2 separate regions of the Rattus norvegicus genome follow, and region 1 is linked to region 2. A link is a contact called in public Hi-C data. All regions are on one chromosome and are shown on one strand. Each heading gives the region's core, a stretch centred on a gene start, on an enhancer-like site or on the middle of the called end of the contact. The rest is flanking DNA. Distances are from core to core; before and after follow the strand shown.

Region 1 (2,700 bases), core at 45-2,544, 580 kb before region 2:
CTGTTAAAAACCATGGTGCTTATAGGTGCCCTGTAAGAAAATCCAAATAATCTTCTGTTTGCAAGCATACAGCTGGTTCAGAGATAAATAGAACTCTTCAGGTGGAATGGGATTTTCATGGCCATTGCTTCATTCCTAGGACACTCTATCAACAGCTGAAGGTTAACTCATGAAGGGTGAACTGTGTCCTCATGGTTGAAAACGGCTAGCAGGCTCAGCACACATTTCCTATAATAGTAACACGTCATTCTATTCAATCACTATGTGCAATGATTACACATCACTTGAAAACGTGTGCTAAAATCAGTTTAGCTGCGAAGCACCAAGATTTAGGCATTTTCATTGTGAGTAGAGATGGCTGTTGGGCCTTCCTGGGATTCATGGAGCAGAAAAGAGATAGGAGAAGTGAAGACTCCATAGAAGGTGGGTTTTGTCAGGAGGACTTTAGGAAACTATAGCATCTAGCTTGGTATATTTATATGCCACAGTCAAGACTGAATGACCAGGAATGAGCCAAGGACCACAAAATAGCCAGGGTAGGGCCAGAGGCAGCTAGGGAGAGCTAGGAAAAGGGCCAAGCCAATAATGAAAGGGGGAATTAAAATACATATTAAGCCCTCTGAAGGGGAAAAAAATAAGCAAAATTTCCAAGACATTTCTAAGAAAACTTTGACATATTAACATTTTTTTTTGCTAAAGTAGCAAAAAATGGCTAACGTACTGGTTTCTCTAAGTACACTTTATTGCCTTTTTTCTTGAAGCCTTGAGGTAGTAAGGCCTCACACAGTAGTGAGTGAGGACCTGAAACTTAAGTTATACATCAGCCAATTACTCCGGGTTCTGAACCAGTGGGTTATTTTTCTGGCACTGGGAACCAGCTTATTTGGAGCCAGATTCTGGGGACTGAGCCTGCTTCCCCTGAGAGAGCTGGGATTCCAGTGAGCCGACAAGCTGTCTTATTTCATGAAGTGAAGCTGCCACTGGAACCCAGGGCACTTGATTGAAATTTCAGACATGTGATTTTGTCAGAGTTCGGATGCCTTTCTTTTGAAATGCCTTGCCTTAATAACCACTTTAGCCCATTGCCAATCTTTGCGGTAAGCAAGTCTCCTATGATTGGGAAAATTAATGAACAGTCACTAGCTAAAGCAATTAAACCCAGACACCCCTGATTTCAGTGTTAGGCAAAAGCCCTGCTTTGAATTCCTCTTGACTATGCAGAAGTCCTGCCATCTCTGAACTGTGGAATTACTGAGACGAATCACAACAGCATGCAGGAAGGGGCGGGGTCCGAGCAGCTGTGCTGCTGCGCAGGTCGGACTAGGGACAAGCTGTCCAAGCTTGGGGCACCCCATGTCTGCTCCCCCAAAGACGGAGAATGCTAGGTAGCTGGCAGCCGCAGAAGTGTACTGGCTTGTCCGAGGACCAAGGGTGTTTGCTTGTTTTAAGAAAAGCTAAAATCTGCTCTGGTGTCCACCACTACACCACAGTTCCCATGCCCTAGTGCATTCCTCTTTCCAGATCCCAAGCCTTTTTTTTTTTTTTTCTCGAGCCTCCCTACGTGCACTCCAGGATGCAGACAAAATGAAATCCAAGTGACCTATGTGGGGTGGATTTTTTTTTTTTAAGAAACAGAAAATTAAACGAAAAAAAAAAAAAAAAAGCCCTGTTCTCACTTTTTTTTCTTTTGGAGGGGGTATGTTTATTTTCTCAGAGACACTTTCTGGCAATGATGAGGGAATTCAGTTCTATTAAACTGTTTTCTTTTAAAAAAAGTATTAGCCCGTGCTTAACTTTATTTTCTGGCTCCCTAGTCTAATAAAAAGTTTTGACAATTGCTTTTCTGAAGGGAAGGTGTCAAGTTTTCTGATTTGAGAAGACCGAGGGTTTCAGAAAAGGGAAAATGTTTTCACAGAACTTTACCAATATTTTGACTGTTACCCAACATGGTAGGAGAAAATCCTGGGAAAAGGTTTTTAGAGACATTGATATTAAATAAATTAGAACTAAATGATGGTGTTTGCTAAGTTATTTATTCATAAAATTAAACACATTCAATGAGTTAGGAAAAGTAATTCCTAAATGTTTCAGTTGCTCTGATTTACAAACATCAATTTTTTTAAAAGAAGAAAACAGCAACTTTTGGAGGTAAAGTAGGTTTTGGTAGCATCGGGGGAGGCTGAAGCCAACTTGTGTAATTGATAAAAATTGATTTTTCTTGCCTTGCTCTCTAACAGTGCGCTCATCTCTGCTCATGAGCCATACTTAGTACCAACTGTATACATTGCGCTGTTTCTCTCACTCACTGTCATGGTATTCATGCTACCCCGCAGCTATATTAAGACTTTTTCTATAGGTAGGCGGTGACAGAGGCTACATTGGACTTGGGTGTCCCTATACATTAAAAAAAAAAGATATCCAGATACAGTCTTTTAAAAAACTAGCAAAGGAAATATCAGGGTGAGATTTTATTCCCTGACTTTACATTCACTTTCAAACAGCTTCCTTTCCTCCTGCCTTCTACGTACTCCTACATACCTGGGCCTCTTGTTTCCACACTGCATTTCAATCTTAGTCATTACTGTGAATTTCCAGCGTTGCCATGACCAGGTGAGGTTTGGTAGCTTCTGCATAAATCTCTGAAAGTTCTTAGCCCTCAGCTCCTCTCCACAGCCTAGGTCCCGGGGAGCCAGAGTGAGG
Region 2 (2,700 bases), core at 184-2,683:
TGACCACATTTCAGTAAGGATATATGGTGCGTAATTAGTGCATGTATCTGAATTTAGGAAGAACAGTTACTTGATTTCACATAGAGATCGTTTCCCTAATTGTACAGCTGCCATGTGTTTCAATGTGCTTGCAACATAAATGGTTTACAAATTGTTAAGAAGTTTTATGGATCTCCAGAAAGAATAGAATAGAATAGCAAACTTTTACAAGTACAGAAATGTTACATTTAAAAATATTGCTTTATTTCTTTGTCCTGAAAGAATGAATCTTAAAAAACACATTTAGGAAAATCAAGCATTAGATATGCAAATATGTGTTCAGATCAGAGATACCAAAATTATTCAGATGATTAATTATTCATCATAAAATGTCAATTAATAATTATGAAGCTTAAAAGGCATCTTTCTAATGCATCTTTATTTTTTTTTCTTGGCCTAAAAAAAGGGATTAATGTATATGTTCAATTGACTTGTAACAAGTTTTAAAAATTCAATGAAGTAAACAAATTGTAAACAAGAGCAAACTCTGGTTTTCAGTAGGAGAACTACAAATGTGTTCAAAGTGTAGGAAAGAGCAATAATTATAATCATCATGAAAATTATAAGTGTAGCCAGTTCATGACATAGGAAGCCTCATGTTCACTCACCTGCTAGGAAATGGACAGGAACCTGGCCAGCAAGACACTCCACACACCACGTTGTGGCTCTGCTTTGCGCTTAAACAGAACGCAGAACAGGATGCTTCTCCCTGAACTGATCAGTCTATGTTGGGGGGCAGACAGACAGACAGCTTTGGGCGTTTTCTTTTTTACACTTTCTAATAATCATGAAAAGAAAAACCAGTTTGTTTCTTGAATTTACCTACGATAATTTCTAAAGTCTGATATGCATGATTAAAATAATTTATTTATAAGTACGAACAATTTACATACTGCCTTAATTATAATGATTCTCCTTGTCAAATACTTTCGTGTTTTTCCGGAAAGATTATATCTCTTTAAAAAAAAAAGTCTGTGAGAGCTGATATAATAATAGAGTAATAAGCTGTTATAGTCACTGAGATACTCATTTATTTTCATTATTATTTCACTTTTTCCTGACACCTGGTGAACTTGTCTCTTAAGACCCAGGAGTTATTTTAGTCAGGGTGTCCGTGACCTCCTGCTGGTAGATTAATTGCATTTTAAACACTGTTTTGAAAACGAACTGATAAATCTGGACATAGAAAGTAAGCACCAAAAAAATTTACAAAGAAGGTAAATTGGGGGAAACGAGATTGCAAAAGAAATATAGAAAGACACGAGAATGCAGAAAATGCAGTTACGACAGAATTGCAAGAAAATATGGATAAAGGGCAGGGAGGGCTGAAAGGAGGGCAAGAGGAAAAGGAGGAGGGAGATTTGGGTTTCCAATCCCCAGGCGAGGCGGTTGGCGTCCGCACCCTTAATGCCCAGCCTTCCAAGTTGAGGCGAAAGCCACCTCCTCGGGCCTGCGTCGCATCTAACTTGCTGCAAGTTTTCTGGTGACTCCACCAGAGCCCCTTTTCTTCCACCACCACCACCACCCCCCTTTTGTGAGACTGACAGTCGCGTGGAGGAGGCTTTTCCAGGCACAGCCTTTCTCATGATAATCAGCCCCCTGCATCACCTCCCGGCCGCCGCGGCTTCCTCGCGGAGCGGGGCTCGCGGACCCGGGGGACCGGAAACAGGGCGGCGGGCGGGGAGCAGGCCGGCGAGCCAGGTCAGCTGACCGGGAGCGGGGCGGGGGTCGCGCGGTGCCAGGGCGGGGTCGGGTGTGTGCAGAGGGGGGGCTGCGGGCCGCCGATCCCCCCCCCCACGTGCTCCGGGACCGACGGTGGGAGCGAAGTTCGCGGGGGAGGGAGGGGACGGCGGAGGGGGGGAGAGCGACGGGGATGGGGAACTGCGAGCAGACCTGCTTTGCATCAATAAATTAAGATGCTCATTTGAGTCCTGAAGTTTGCTGGTTCCTGTCAGTAGAGACGTTGGCAAACACCCCAAAGCCGAGATGAAGCCTTTACTTCAAATAAAATAGGAAAATAAAATCCTCAGCTGGCCGCCCCGCTGGGGCCAGGTGACGTGCGAGATTCCACAGCCCGCGGGCCTCGCAGCAGGGAGGTGAGGGACGGTCGCGGGCTCTCCGGTCCTGTTTTAGTTTTGTTTGAAAGGGCTTCTCTGAGATGCTCCCGATTTTTTTTTTTTTAATAGGCTTTCCCCTCCTATCCTAGGCTCAACTCCGAATGGATTGGATTGCGAGTTTGCACGTGAGAAAACCGTTTGGCTTTGCTCAGACCCCGCGGTGCCCTCAAACACCTAATCCAGGGGTCCCGGGTATCAGCCCTTGCTCGCAACTCTAAACGAAGTTAGCCACGTCCTGCATAGCAATACAGGATTGAAATAATTCCTTTAGATGAAAGATCAACTCCATTTCTAAACCAGAAAAGAATCTTTTTTTTTTTAATTTTCCCCACATGGTACAAAATAAACACAATTTGCTTTTTTTAAAAAAAAAAATCATTAGCTGTGGCCAAATTCGAATTCTTTCTTCAGCTTGTGTGTTCAAGGGCAGCAAAGTACCTCTTCGGGCCTCTGGGCCAGCAGGAGGAGTGGGGGTGGGGAGCGGCTGTGAAAGTTAAGGAAATTGACAGACTGAGAGGTGAATGGGGGGACAGGCTCCGGGTCC

What was found. A called contact is a pair of places that touch in the nucleus more often than the background predicts.
Region 1: a contact with region 2 is called in a Hi-C map of psoas muscle, with 2.9 times the contacts expected there. The contact joins two enhancer-like sites. A contact is called at or near these places in 1 of 12 Hi-C or Micro-C datasets (psoas muscle) and 1 of 1 datasets of contacts at active chromatin or transcription factors (oligodendrocytes).

What each region holds. Positions count from the first base shown.
Region 1 is chr3:50,340,010-50,342,709 of GRCr8, reverse strand. No RefSeq gene overlaps it. Among named protein-coding and RNA genes, the nearest start is that of Zeb2, 590 kb to the right of the region's middle. Within about 2 kb of position 1,294, at least 6 of the 93 cell types and tissues checked have an H3K27ac peak or open chromatin away from gene starts, as enhancers often do.
Region 2 is chr3:49,757,639-49,760,338 of GRCr8, reverse strand. No RefSeq gene overlaps it. Among named protein-coding and RNA genes, the nearest start is that of Zeb2, 4.7 kb to the right of the region's middle. Within about 2 kb of position 1,433, at least 49 of the 93 cell types and tissues checked have an H3K27ac peak or open chromatin away from gene starts, as enhancers often do.